Linked DNA regions of Mus musculus: region 2 is linked to region 1. The links are chromatin contacts, called in public HiChIP or PLAC-seq maps. All regions are on one chromosome and are shown on one strand. Each heading gives the region's core, a stretch centred on a gene start, on an enhancer-like site or on the middle of the called end of the contact. The rest is flanking DNA. Distances are from core to core; before and after follow the strand shown.

Region 1 (7,436 bases), core at 1,647-4,146:
TAGTACTCAAAGGCTTTTCTAGCCCAAAGTTTCAAAACTCTTCCATGTTCCTCCAACAAACCAGTTCCAAACAGGTAAGAACTATATGGTTGGGTTTATCATGGCAACAGCCCCACTTCATGACAGTCTTTTTTTTTTTTTTTTTTTTTAGTATTCTTTTTTCCTGTTTGCCATGATAAAACACCTTGAGAAAGGAAGAAAGAGTTTATTTGGGCTCACAGTTTGAGGGCACACAGTCCAAGGTAGCAGGGAGTCGTGGCAGCAAGGCCTTGAGGGAACTGTCCACCCTGATGAGTGCTTGTATTGAGCCCACTTTCTCCTTTTTATTCATTATGGGACCTCAGACCACAGAATGTTATGTCCCACATTAAGGGTGTGTCTTCCTCTCGCAAATAACCTAACAAAGATTAAACACGTATATGACCAAATACTTGCTGTCATGGTGCTTCTAAGTCCTACTAATTGTCGTTCAGGATTGACCACAGCACTGAGTATGAGGCGCATGGACTTGTAGTCCCGACTCTTCTGCCTCTTCTTCCCTGGTACATTACAGGGTGTGTACCATACCCAGCTCCAGACCCTTGGATTTCCAATGATTCAATATAATGTCTTCAGATGGGTTCCACACTGTTATGTATGGTATGTTTTTAGTCACTGGGTTTATAAGATATCTTAGAGTGTGTATGGATTAATACTAACAAAGCATTAATCACTGGAACATGATAGACTCATGCTGTAGAATGTCTTGGTCAGATAAAAATATGTAACATTGGCAGCTGTCCAGATGACTTACCATGAAGCCTGAAGATGTTGGTTTGGTTCCTGGAACCTATATGGTAGAAAGAGACTGTACTGACTGCTACAGGTTATCTTCTGAGTTCCACATGCACACCATGGAGCAAGTAAGTGCAGGGCCATGTGGTGGTGCACACCCTTAATCTCAGCACTCAGGAGACAGAGGCCGGCAAATCTCTGAATTTGAAGCCAGCCTGGTCTACATAGCAAGTTCCAGCCAGTGAATGCTATGTAGCAACACTCTATCTCAATAGCCATGAAGTGGGACCTCATCCCTTTAGCCACATCCTTGGAAGGAAGAGGCCAGCCTAGTCTACAGAGTGAGTTCCAGGACAGCCAGGGCTACACAGAGAAACCCTGCCTCAAAAAAACCAAAATAAATAAATAAATATAAGAAAAGATAAGGAAGCTGTGAATGTATTTGAGACAGATGTAGGTCTCTGAAGAAATGACAGGAGTGTGGCCAGTAGAGTTTGCTTCTCTGTCCCTAAAGCCTTGACGAGAATCTGAACGTTAGTTGGATCTCCTTTCTTCTATGGGAAGAAGCTTGTTTCTGTACTAGGGCTTTCACAGTGAACTGGTTTAGACATCATCACTCGAGGGCTGATGATCCAGGTTGTGACTGAAGTAGCTGTCTTTACTCTTCTGTCACCGTGAGAAACCAAGCCAGCTTGCAGAAGGGAGGGTTATATAATGTTTATGGTTCCAGAGGAATGAGAAGCAGGCATACTGGCTGGAGCAGTAGCTGGGTACACATCTCTAACCACAAACAGGAAGCAGAGATGGCTAACTTAAAAGGGGAAGAGTCCTTTGAAAGAAGTCTACCTCCAGTGATATACTTCCTCCAGCAAAGCCACAACTCATCTTCCATAACTAGCTACCAACTTGGTGGCCAAGTATTCAGCTGCCCAAGGCTCATGGGAAGAGATCTCATTCAAACCACATACCCGGGGACCTAGACTTTGAAGTTCCAGCTATAAGATATATCTTTCTGGACCAATGGGTGATAAAAGAATGGGAGTATTTTGTCCTACCATGCTCTTCTTAAAGAGTTGTTTGGAGATGTCGGGAATCAAAATATTTGGGACCAGGGCAAGTTCTACCTTCAGAAGGAATAGCTCAGTTTTCCTGATGTATTCTGTAGAATTAATCTTTAGATGCCCTTGAAAAGGCCACAATTTAAAGATTCCAGCTACAGCTAGTGGTGCACAGAGGAACCCAGCTCCTGGTGGTATCAGGTTTGGCACATAAGGTCGGTACTGGGCTTTTACGTGGCTATCTCACTAATAAGTACCTATATTTTCTCAGCTATCTACACAGCACTGTGCTTGACTGAATGCATCCTGTACCCCTGTACCATGCTCATAATTTCTTGTACAAATTGACTAGCAAATAATGGGCTGACATCAGCTTCAGGTGTGTGATGTGGGCTGATATCTTAGTATCTGTTTATCTTGCTTTCACAGCTGGAGATTTTTAGGTCTCCAGGTTGAAGTGTAAGACCAACAAAGCACTGCCTTTATGTTTGGTCATTACACAATCCACTCCACCTGTGAGACAGTAAAAGAGCCGAAATGTTTTTGAATATCAGTGATCTGGAATTGGCCATTGGTTTCTGGACCTTCCATGACTTACTTCAATCTTTGTCCAAGTTATAAATTCTGCATCCAGTGTCCTCGTTTATCCTAAGTAGATGCCATTAAATACAGATTCCCATTTTATGGGTTTGGTTCTATTGTGAGTTATAGCACAGCTTTCTATATTTAAAAATTATACTTAAGTGCAAATCATTACTTGTTTGAGAAGCCAAATAATATCATCTTAAGAGCCTTGATGGTTTAGAAAGAAAAAAAAAGGTTATAAAAAACTTGCTGGTGTCCAGCACTACAGGATTGTATTCGTTTTTAACATATCTGAGAGCCAGGCATGATGGCACAAGAGATTAATCCCAGGATGAAGTGGGAGAATCACTTGATTCTAGGCATTGGAGATCTGTTTGGCCCCATTTTGGCCCTGGTTTGGGCCTTGAGGACAAACCCCAGCCTGGCTCAGTTTTGAGACCTGTCTCAGTCACTACTGTATCAGGGTGACTCAGCAAGACCTGTTTAGCCCTGCCTCTGCCCCGCCATTGCTGATGTAGAGCTTTGCCATTGGTCCTGTCAGTCATTCTATAACCTGTCATTCATTCCATAACCTTCATCACCCCTCCCCACCTCCTACATCATCTTACCCGACCAAAAATCCCCTTCCCTATGTTCTGAACTTACATCAGCGAGAGGCTGATGCCATAAAGTTGAGTTCCTTCTTTGACAGACTCCGGCCTGGGTGTGTTTCTTTTGGGCCATTGGCACTCACCATCCCACTTAGCCCAGGTGAGACCCTGGAGGGATCTGGACCTCTCTCCTCTAGCCTGAACCTGCCGGCAAGGAGCCATCCGAGATCAGCTTGGGCAATACAGCAAAAACTCATCTGGGGAAAAAAAAGGCCAAGCATTGTAACTCACGTCTTGCCTAAAACTTATAATCCCAGCATTCAAAAGCAAAGGCAGGATGATCTTGGAAAGTTCAAGGCCATAGAAAAGAGAAGCTTCGGTTTGCCTCCCAGTCCTGCATTACAGGGCTAGACTGTTCTTTCTGAATTTGTTTTCAGGTCATTATTTCAGATCCTCCACATCTAAGATTTAAATCAAATAGCACGAAGCACTTCTGTCAACATTTGGATTGCCAGTGTTGTGTACACTAGGAATTTGTGGGTGTTTGGTACTACAGGTCAAATCCAGTGACTTACTCATACAAGGCAAATGCTCTGCCACTGAGTTCCATGACCAGTTTCAGGGGAACCAACACTCTCTTTTGGCTTCTACACAGTCACCAGGCATGGTCAGAGAACACAGGCAGATATTCAGAATAAACACCCATACACATCAAACAATAATTTACAAACGTAAGGAAGAGCTAGAAAGATGGCAAGTGAAAAAGCCAGTAAGCTATACACTGGGGACTGGAAATGTGGAGCCACACCTCGTACGCATGGTGCGGTTAGAACTAACTATACAGCTGAGCTGGGAAGCACAAGAGCAGTGTGTGCATTGAGTGTCCATCCAGGAGAGGAACTGATATGTGAGCAAATTGTATTAGACTGGCTTGCATAATAGGAGCTGAATAGGCCAACAGTGGCCAACTGCATGCTGAGGAAAGCCAAGAGCACAGTAGCCCCTCAGACCAGAGTGCTGGACACTTCAGCAGTCCCAATCTGGCACTGAAGACCTGCAGATCCTAAGCTCAGTCTGAAGCTGGATTCCAATGTCACTTAAGGGTAGTGGCAGTCGGGCAGCAATGGGATTAATACACCCACTTAGCAAGAAGCAAAGGCAGGCAGACAAGCAACACTGGTTTTCTGGCCCTCTTTAAATCTAGGCCAACTGCTGGAGGGTGCTGCCTGTCTGGAGAAACAGCTTCTTCCTTTAATTCCTTCCAGAACTGCCCCCACACACATGCTGGCCATGAGACATGTTTCTTAAGTTATTTAAGATCCTATCATGTGGACAACTGGACTCACCATCACAATGGGCAAGGCCACTGCTTGGTTAGGTGGAATGAGCAGATAGGCAGCCCTTGCACAGACTGGACAGACTCAGCCAGCTTCCAAGTTGAAGAGAAACTTGTTTGTGCTACTGTCACCAAACCAGTTGGTGATGACAGTGGTGGTGGCTATGGTTAAGTCTTGCAAAATATTATCCTACCTAAGGATGTGCCAAGAAAGGAAGCTGCTGAGTTGTGAAAAAAATCCCTTTAGTGTGAAGCTACACTATGGAATTTGGTGGTTACTTGTGCCCCAAGTTAAGTCTGGCTACTTATCCTCAATATGCCAATAGAGAGAGCCCAAGTGGAAAGCAGAAAAGTATCCAATGTAGTCACATTGGGAATGGGATGAAGAGATTCAGCAAGCTCCTGAAGTCCATCTTCAGGGTCCGTAAGTAAAATTAAAAGTTTAAAAAAGGGCCAAGGGCCGGGCGTGGTGGCGCACACCTTCAATCCCAGCACTTAGAGGAGGCAGAGGCAGGAAGATTTCTGAGTTCGAGGCCAGCCTGGTCTACAGAGTGAGTTCCAGGACAGCCAGGGCTACACAGAGAAACCTTGTTTCGAAAAACAAACAAACAAAAAAGGGCCAAGGAGGGCTGGAGAGATGGTTCAGCGGGTAAGAGCACCGATTGCTCTTCCGAAGGTCCTGAGTTCAAATCCCAGCAACCACATGGTGGCTGACAACCACCTTTAATGAGATCTGACACCCTTTTCTAGTAAGCCTGAAGACAGCTCCAGTGTGCTTATTTATAATAATAAATAAATCTTTAAAAAAAAATAAAAGGGGGCCAAGGATACACACATCTAAGCAGTTCCAGTCAAGGTATGGTTGTGCCCACAACTGGCCCATTGTCTGGGCTTCAGTCTTATCCTGTCAAGGGACTGACAGGCTGTAGAACTGTGTGAAATCTCTTTCCAGGAAACACACTCCACCTGGCACCCTTTCCTTCCCTCAGCATCAAATTTCTAAGGAAATTCCCGTTTCTTTGGGGATCTATTGTTTCCTCAGATCGAGGCAAAAGCTGTCATTTCTGTCAGATGGGTTACAGTATCATCCTGAGGCCACCACAGAACCAAGAGAGATTTTCTGAGGCAGATGAGAAGTGGCTTGCTACCGAAGCATAGACTTCATTCCTCTAACCAAATCCTCTTTATAGAATGCACCCGGATTCAGCACCTTCACAGACCCCTCGATACACTGATTCCTGCTTCATAAAGGGACTGTAGACACCAAAAGAGGAAGGGGAGTTCTTTCACATAGATAAACACAAAGGTACAGCAGTGGAAGGTTAATCAGAAAGCCAGGGTCAAGATTTTACCAATCTATTCCTCAATTCTGGGGCTACCTGTGTTCCATTTTAGCTGTAAGAAAGGTACATACCACTGGGCAGTGGTGGCGCACACCTTTAATCCCAGCAATTGGGAGGCAGAGGCAGGCAGATTTCTGAGTTTGAGACCAGCGTGGTCTACAAAGTGAGTTCCAGGACAGCCAGGGCTATAAAGAGAAACCCTGTCTCGAAAAACAACCAACCCCCCCACCAAAAAAAAAAAAAAAAAAAAAAAGAAAGGTACATACCTTCATAAGTTGGTTCACATTTCTCATCAAGAACCTAACTAACTAACTGATACTATACTGCATTATTAGATTTTCTTTGGTGTATTTTTGGTTGGTTGGTTGAACAAATGTCTACTGAGTCATGAGCTGCCCAGTTCACAGGGGAGGGGAGAGTGGAGATCTAAGGAGCAGCTATGCACAAGGCCTACCCTCCAGAACTGGAGCAACCTATGGACCTAACTATAGTATAAACATATAGAACAATCCGAGGAGAGTAGGAGCCCAAGTATATACTTCAGAAGGAATTGTTGAAATGAAGGGTAAGAAACTGGAATCAGGGCTGGTGCATTTCTAGGCTGAGCTAATTGAATTGCCCTGAATTCTTCAAAGGCAGCCTAGAATACAACAGCAAATCTTTTGTCTCAAAACAAGTATTTCTCATGTGTCTAAAGCCCTGAAAAAGAAGGAAGTTACCACTATCATCAGAGCAACAGGCGCTTCATGCAGATGACGATGAGATGACTATGCAGGGTTCTGGAACATGGAAAAGGATAAAGTGCCTCAGATACATAAATAGCCAATTAAACATATGAAAGGATACATGAACATTAGTCATCAGGGAAACACAAATCAAAACTGCTTTCTATCCATGGGAGAGGCTGTAACCAAAGGCTGGGTCAGATGAAAACTGTCCTTGCAGTGCTGGATGGTAAGTGGGTGAAGCCTTGGGGGTTAGAGAGATGGTTCAGTAGTGAAGAGCACCAGCTACTCACCCAAAGGACAGGAGTTCAAATCCCAGCACCCACATGGCAGCTCACAACAACTGTAATTCCACTTTCAGGGGATCTGACACCCTCACTCCTCGTATGTGGAGGCAGAACGTCAATTAAAAAAAAAAAAAAAAAAAAAAAAAGGTCGAGCCACTTTGGCAGTTCCTTAGATGGTCTTACAACTCAATTTTACTTTTGGGTATGGACCTAACTGAATTTATCCCACACATAACTTGCTTGAGTTCATAGTTACAGACTGAATGGTGTATTCCATATGTCCACTAGGAAGTGAATAAAACCTGTGGCATACTTATATACTGAATGTTTGGTTGAAAAAAAAGTTCTATATGATGGGTAAGAATAAAACTCAAAGACACATTTTTAGAGCAGTGTGCAGTGTGTCTAAACAGAAAGAGTGACTGCATAAAGGGTTGGAGAGAAAATGAAATAAGACTAATTAATTAGGACACGAGATTTGATTTTTGGCATGATGAAAATTTCTAGAATCAAGAGACTGCCAACTAGTACTCACTGAAATGGGCATTTCCTTAAGATACACTTTATGGTATGGAAAAACTGGAAAGTGACTCAGAAGCACTTGCAAGTCAGAGGTCTCCTGCTTGCAATTTTTCTTTGTTCTAGTCAAAAAATAAAAACAAAATACAAAAACAATAAAACAAAACAAAACCAGAAAACCCCTGAGCAGCTGGGGATTGCAAATCTGAGAAAGCAGCT
Region 2 (7,436 bases), core at 2,027-4,526, 1.3 Mb after region 1:
GATTGTACTCTGCCTGATTCCCATTTTAGGGTCCTGGTCAGCCATGTGCAGAAGGAGCTAGAAAAGACCATTGTCTTTATTTTTGAATTTTTTCAAGACTGGGTTTCTCTATGTAGCCATTGTTTGTCCTAGACCTCACTCTGTAAACCAGACTGACCTCAAACTCACTGAGATCTGCCTGCCTCTGTCTCCCGAGTGCTGGGATCAAAGGCTTGCACCACTACCACCCAGCTCCAGAAAAGACTTTTTAAAGACTATTTATTTCATGTATGTGATTACATTGTCACTGTCTTCAGACACACCAGAAGAGGGCATCATATCTGCATTACAGATGGTTGTGAGCTACTATGTGGTTGCTGGGAATTGAACTCAGGACCTCTGGAAGAGCAGTCAGTGCTCTTAACCACTGAGCCATCTCTCCAGCTTCCAGAAAAGACTTTTTTTAAAGGCTGTTAGAAGTCCAGGCTGAAGCAGGGCGTGGTGGTGCACACCTTTAATCCCAGCACTTGGGAGGCAGAGGTAGGCAGATTTCTGAGTTCGAGGCCAGCCTGGTCTAGGACTATACAGAGAAACCCTGTCTTGAAAAACCAAAAAAAAAAAAAAAAAAAAAAAAAAGTCCAGGCTGTGGGTATCATGGTAGAAGTGAGGACTGAGAGGTGAAGGGGACTCTGGCACTGACACAGTCTTTTCCTCTGGGTGTCACTGATGTAGAATGTTGCTTTTTGATAATTTGGCAAGCCATGTGATTATGATCTGTTTTCTTTCCTGTATGTCAGTTATGTGACCACAGTTTAGCAAAGAGAAATTTGCTAAACTGTGATATTTGAGCTTTGAGAGGTAAAATGACAGTGGTTTTTGTCTTGTCTTTCCTTCTTTCCTCTTCTTCCCTTTCCTTCTTTCCTCGTCTTCCCTTTCTTTCTTTTTTTCCTTCCTTTCCTTTCTCCCTTTCTCTCTCCCTCCCTCTCTTTCTTCCCTCTTTCTTTTCTTCTCTTCTTTCTTCCCCTCTCTTTCTTCCTTCCTTCCTTTTCTCTCTTTTCTTTCTTTCTTTCTTTTTCTTTCTCTCTCTCTCTCTCTCTCTCTCTCTCTCTCTCTCTCTCTCTCTCTCCCTTCCTTCCTTCCTCTTTCTTTCTTTCTTTCTTTCTTTCTTTCTTTCTTTCTTTCTTTCTTTCTTTCTTTCCTTTCTTTTTCTTTCTTTTCAGCAGGCTGACCAAGTATATAGAGTGATTAGGGGACTCTTTAAGAGAGGCTACATCTTATGCCATGATCAGTAGTCAATCTTTGCCCCCCCCCATTCATTTGCTCTGTGTGTGTGAGATATGTATGTATGTATGTATGTATGTAGACAGATAGATGATAGATTGTTAGTTGGGCATGGGTCCCAAGTTCTTCTGCATGCTATCCAACAGGTAGCTGCTCTACCCCTAGCTTCACTTCAGACCTCTCACAAACAGGAAGCACACATTCTTCCTACCATAGAGGAATGGCTTCATCCTGACTAACCATGCAATGCACACATGAAACCCTGCAGGGGCGATAACCCATCTCCCCTGATATCCCTGTTATCTGGTCCAAGGCACCCTTGGGCCACCACATATTATTGACAGGCCAAGCCACTGAGAATACATCCCTGGAACTCAGCAGTGAACGTTGGAGAAGCTACACCAGTACTACCCCTCAACAGCTACTGCAGTGGAGTGGCTTGGCTGGAAACTGAGGTCATGCTCTTAGTTCTTCATCAGGTGTCTCTGAGGTGCAGAACAGAGGACCAGCAAGGGCTTGCCAAAGAGCAGAGCTTGGAGATCACTGACTTTCCATAGGCCTCTACCTGAAGAAGAAAAGCAGGCCATAGCCAGGTCTTTTCCCCTATCTTTCCAGCTTTGGAGCTTCTGAGCTCTTTGAACCTTCTGGATGCTTTCTGATCAAGATAAAGAACTCTCAACTCCTTCTCCAGCACCTTTGTCTTAGTTAGGGTTCCATTGCTGTGAGGAGACACCATGACCATGGCAACTCTTATAAAGGACAACATTGAATTGGGGCTGGCTTACAGTTTCAGAGGTTTGGTTCACTATCATCATTGCAGGAAGCATGGTGGCATGCAGGCAGACATGGTGCTGGAGGAGGAGCTGAGAGTTCTACATCTTGGTTTGAAGGCAGCCAGGAGACTAGATTCTACATGGGGTGGAGCCTGAGCACAGACCTCAAAGCCCACACCTACGGTGACATACTTTCCGCAGAAAATCACACCTCCTAATAGTGCCACTCCCTATGGACCAAGCATTCAAATACATGAGTCTACGAAGGCCAAACCTATTCAAACCGCCCTGCTTATCAGATTGCTGGTGGTTGTGGACATCCAGAGCCAGCAGGATCAATACACACTGTGGTCGATGGCTAGGTAAGGTAATGAATGAGTTTAGTGAACAGACCCAACTGTACCCTTCCCTTGTTTCTTTCTTCAGAAATTGCCCTAGATGTGACTAGTCATTTCTTCCAGAATGTGAGGACACAGTGGTGGGGACAGGGATCAGGATGAGTCAATGGCAGCCAGCCACAGCAGGTGCTGAGAGCCAGCTTCAAGCTTGACACCCAGTCCTGACTGCAGTGCTGTCTCCTTCCCACCTCTTCTGACAGAATCTCACTTTATATTCCAGTCTGGCCTCAAACTTGCGGCAGCTCCCTTGTCCCAGCTGCCCAAGTGCCAGGATTTCAGGTATGCACAGCTGCGATAGCTTGCAGCAACACTCCAGTAGGGCAATGTTCAGCTCTGAGGGCATGCTGGGATCTGTGGGGGCAGTATCCATGTCATCAAGCCTTCCTTCCAGAGACTTGAGAGGCTGAGGAACTTTCTCAAGGTCACACAGCACTAGGTGTGTCAGACCAGGGTCCACATATTCACAACAGGGCCATTCTAACTGCCTCGTTCCTTCCCTCCAGCACTGTCTCTGTGGTTTGTTTTGGGTAGAAGGGACTCAGAGAACAGGTAAAGTGACCTGCTGCTATAGCCCTGTAGGCCACTCAGGAGGACCCTTCTTCGTGCAGCCTGTTTAGTTACTGCAACTTGAGACTGATCCAGGAGTCAGACAGGTGGCCGACCAGTGCAGGCCTGATTCCCTTTGCTGGGTCTGAATCCAGACTGTGTGGATAAGCAGGGCTAGCTGTAAACCTGGAGAGAGATGGCAAGCAAAATCCTAGAAGCTGCTGGCTACGGTGTAGAGTTCTGTGATTTGCAGCAAAACCCACCAAACAGGAAGCAGGAGTGTCAATTCCAGCCCCTGGGCCACGTCTCTGGCACTGGCTGTAGGACTCTGGCTTAGCTTTCCCAAGAAGTCACCCCCGGCCTTGGCAGCACCAGGTGTCTAGAGAATAGAAACCTGAACTGTTTTTAGAAGACCGGCGAAGCATGGTAGCCCTCACCTGTAACCCCAGCACTTGGGAGGCTGAGGCAGGAGGACTACCATAAGTTCAAGGCTAGCCTGGACTATAGACCGAGAGGGTCTAAAAACCAACCAACCAACCAACCAACCAAAACCTGCTGGGCATGGCGGCACTCACCTGTAATCCCTGTACTTAGGAGGCTGACACAGAGGTGGGAGGATCGTGTGTTTGGGAACTCAACCCAACCCCACCCCACCCAACCCAACCCAACCCAACCCCCAACCCAATGACATAATGTGCTCCAGGCCTCCTCCCACAGCACATAGGGCAGTGGAGGAAGCCTCCTAAGATAGAGGAGGGGAGGGGCACTAGGGAAGTTGGTGGGGGCGGGGCTCACTCAAGCAGGACACACAGAGCTGCATGTTGGCGCACTCCTGTTGTGCTGCTCGCACACATCTTCGGGCCCTCCCTGGACATTACGCTGGATGTCTTACATCAGCTGAGCCTGCCATGCTTTGCTAAGGACAGTGAGGCGCTTCACTAGGAGCACACACGTGATCTCAAGGGATTAATTCCAACATGAAACTGCTTCAGCAACAGAGAATCCTGGGCCTGGTGACATGTGAGAAAGCGCTTCCTTGACAAGGGGAGCTCAGAACCTCAGGGCCAGGAGTCTCTTGACCATGCATCTTCCCCATGGTAGAAAACGGTGCCAAAGGCTGCTATGGATCACCCCTCGGCTCCAACTAGCAATGGGGAAAATCCCAAGGAAGGCTGTCAGGAGAGGCTTGGGCCAACTGACTGCTCGGGATGGTTCCATCTGGTCAGGATTCCAGGGCTAGGCAACTCTGTCCAGGATGGTATGTGCTGAATTCCTCCCACCCCCACCTCCAAAGGGGGACAGATCGAGCCAGGCAATTGGACCCACCCCCAAATTGAACAAAGGTGGGTCCCGTCTCTGAACACGATCACCATAGATCCTCCAGGGACCTCTTGCCAAAGCCGCAGTCAAGAAAGCACCACCCTCCAGCTCTCACTTGAACAGACATTTATTGAGCACCTACCAAGTGCAAGGCACTTTTAGGTGCCACAAGAGATACAGAGTGACCATATGGTCCCTGCCCACGAGGAGCTCACAGTCTAGAGGGAGGCAACACAGTACACAGTTGGCTGCAGCTACACCGGCCAGAGTGGTAAGAGCCAGAAGCAAGACACCAAATTGCCATGGGGCCACAGAATAGCATAGAGCTGCTTCTGCTCTGAACACAAAGAGAACTCAGGGCTGGGCCTTTGAGGAGGCAGGCTGTAGGGAAGAAGGGCATGTCTATGAGAGGAAGAAACATGAACAGGGCCTATGGGGAACCTAGATCTGGGTGGCTGGAGTAAGGATCATGGCAAGAGAAAGCAGACAGTCAAGTGCGGCCATGGGGCAGCAGCCGCGGACACATGGCTCAGAGGGTAGGAACGTGATGCTCTGGTCGAAGATCACAGAGGAAGAGGATGATGCAAAATGGCCCTCTAGATGAACTTGGAGTCCCCTGGAATTAGGGAGAGGGAAGAGCTGTAAGGTAGCCAATGAGGGAGGGAACGGTGTCACGGAGGATTGTGGGAACAGGTGGTAGGCAGTAGCAAGCCAAGGGCCAAGAAGGATTTAAGGGACCTCAGAGTTAGGTGAGAGATGGCAGGATGCAGGCTGAGGTTCTGGGAGCCAAGATCCCACAGGGTTAGTGAGAGGACTGGTGTCACAGAGTGGAGGGTAGTCAGGAGAGTGGCGACTCCTAAGGAAGTCCAGTTCCAGACCACCTACCAGGGCCCTGCACTCAAGGCGTGTGGCAGTGACAAGCCACCAGCTTTCCTCTAAAGCACTGAGTCCATCCCTCAGGGCGGTGACAGATTGACAGCCTGCCTTTTAGCAAGGGTAGCAAGGGTTGCCCTTTTCTCTGTAAGCCCAAGGGGTGGTTCACCTTGAGAGCCACCTGCTGAGAAACTGAATTAAGGCTAGGCCTTCAAGAAGAAAGGAATGGAGCGCTTCAAGAAGGAAAACAGAGAAAGGGAGGCCAATGGCTTTGCTGTCTGTAGCTACTCCATTAATGATGAAATGGCAACCAGTGATTTCCCAGGCTACTCCCATGTGGTGGGCAGAAGCCAAGTTTCCAAATCTGGGAGGGGAAAGTGGGAAGCCAGAGAGAAGCATTAGCAACAGAACGAAGGGTGTTTTAACTAAAGGGATCAGAGGAACCAAGTAACGATTCGGGCGAACAGTGCAACTGATGGACCCAGCTGAGGTGGCTCAGAATGCTGAGGAGGGACAGCCCTGGAGAGGTATGGGGAGCAGGCAAGGGCCTGGGTGAGCCTGGTGCAGAGGGCCTGCAGTAGATGCCCCTCCCAGGGGGAGGGCTAGGTACTTGGGACTGGCAAGGAGAGGTGGAGCTCTCTTTCATGCCTAACATGTCCTAGAAATACAGCTGAGCCTGTCAACCACACTGGACCAGGACACACACACACACACACACACACACACACACACACACACACACACACACGACACCTTGTCCAATGACCAAAGGTATCAGCCTTAGCTGCACTGGCCGCCTCAACCAAATGCCAGGATACACAGGAGGCAGAGGCACTCCACACAGGGAGGAATTCCAAGACGCTCCCAAGTTCACTGAGGAGGCACTGGAGGGATGGAGGTCAAGCATCTACAAGCACCTAGCAGCAACAGAGCTTTGGATGAGGCAAAGAAGCAAGTTGTGAGCTTTCTTCAGTGGCTGGATAACTGGGCTGTAAATGTTATACCTAAATGTGACAGATTTCACAAAGAATCTAGAATTATATTTCACATTATAATCTACAAAGTAATTAATGCCTTTTGGTTTCCTCCAGCTTTTTCCTCCCTCCTATATGGGGCAAGGGGAAATGGGCAGGTATCTCTCAGAAACAATACTAAGAACACAGAGGCACACAACTCAAAGATCAGGCTAGCCGAAGGGCCTTTGAGAGCCTGTGCTCCTCAGGCCAGCATCAGGCTGAGGCAGCTATGGAGTACTCCCGGCTCTCCTGGTTCCCAGCAGTGCTGGGCTGGGATTGACCACACCAGGAAGCCCTGGAGACAGCTCCACCTTGGCACCTTTGCTGTGCTCCCAAGCTGAGGCACTGGGTGGGGGACTGTGGTGGGTCAACTCCTGGGGCTGGCCAGAAGTCTCTGTTCTGTACTCACACAGCCTGCAGGTCTGAAACCCCCTAGGGACAGATGACAAACAGCTTCCCAGCAGGCTGGATCATCAACAAATTCAGGAGAGATCACGTAAGTATGGCCACCTAGAAGGCTCTGTTCATCTCCTGATGGGTGCAGGGACCAAATGAACCAAGACACGGCATGGTGGCAGCATTCTGTGATCTACACAGTCCCTGCACTACGGATAACAAACCAGCACCAAGTCCACGGTTACCTGCGGGACCGGGAGAACAACAATCCACAGGGCAGTGAATTTAACCACAAGGGCCTGGAGACTGCATGGATGGAGAACACAAAGCCCTTTGAAGGTCCAGGTGAGAGCCAAGACACTAAGAATGACCAGGAGGGGGTTCACAGACACAGACTTCAAGCTACACCGAGAAGAGACAATACTGAGATAACTGGTTCTGAAAGACTCAGGAATTGCTGCTAAGAAACCTCTAAGTAGACAAAAGAAGGGAAATGCAGGGGCTTTGAGGCCCTTCTGAAAGGACTAATGCTATTTATTGGCTTGGGTCATCCTTGAGAATAGAAAACTTTTTGGCAAAGCTGTACAAACGCCACATGGGGGGGGGGGGGTCTCCTCACCAGAGGCTTCAGTGCCTACCTTGTCTTCTGAGGCTAAGGTAGCTGTGGAGCCAGGGTGGGAGCATGGCGGCCATGGCTGGTGAGTGCACTACGGAGCTACGCCAGTCAGGGAGCATGCTGGGGCTGTACGTCCTCTAAGACTTCCCACCTGCTCCTCAGTCTGACTTTGTCTGGCCACTGGTGACAGCCCGGGTGTCAGATGCCATCTAGTGGCTCCACTTCTTCACTCTCATAA

Evidence for each region. HiChIP or PLAC-seq counts read pairs in DNA pulled down with a chosen protein or histone mark.
Region 2: a contact with region 1 is called in an H3K27ac HiChIP or PLAC-seq map of embryonic stem cells, with 5 times the contacts expected there. The contact joins two enhancer-like sites. A contact is called at or near these places in 1 of 115 datasets of contacts at active chromatin or transcription factors (embryonic stem cells) and 1 of 9 other capture datasets (embryonic stem cells).

What each region holds. Positions count from the first base shown.
Region 1 is chr8:85,530,100-85,537,535 of GRCm38.p6, forward strand. No RefSeq gene overlaps it. Among named protein-coding and RNA genes, the nearest start is that of Dnaja2, 22 kb to the right of the region's middle. Within about 2 kb of position 2,897, at least 56 of the 459 cell types and tissues checked have an H3K27ac peak or open chromatin away from gene starts, as enhancers often do. A contact at or near this core is called in embryonic stem cells, where this site is marked.
Region 2 is chr8:86,836,730-86,844,165 of GRCm38.p6, forward strand. N4bp1 (NEDD4 binding protein 1) reads right to left here. Exons shown (of 7, transcript NM_030563.2): 7 at 4,410-7,436. Among named protein-coding and RNA genes, the nearest start is that of Gm33877, 11 kb to the right of the region's middle. Within about 2 kb of position 3,277, at least 20 of the 459 cell types and tissues checked have an H3K27ac peak or open chromatin away from gene starts, as enhancers often do. A contact at or near this core is called in embryonic stem cells, where this site is marked.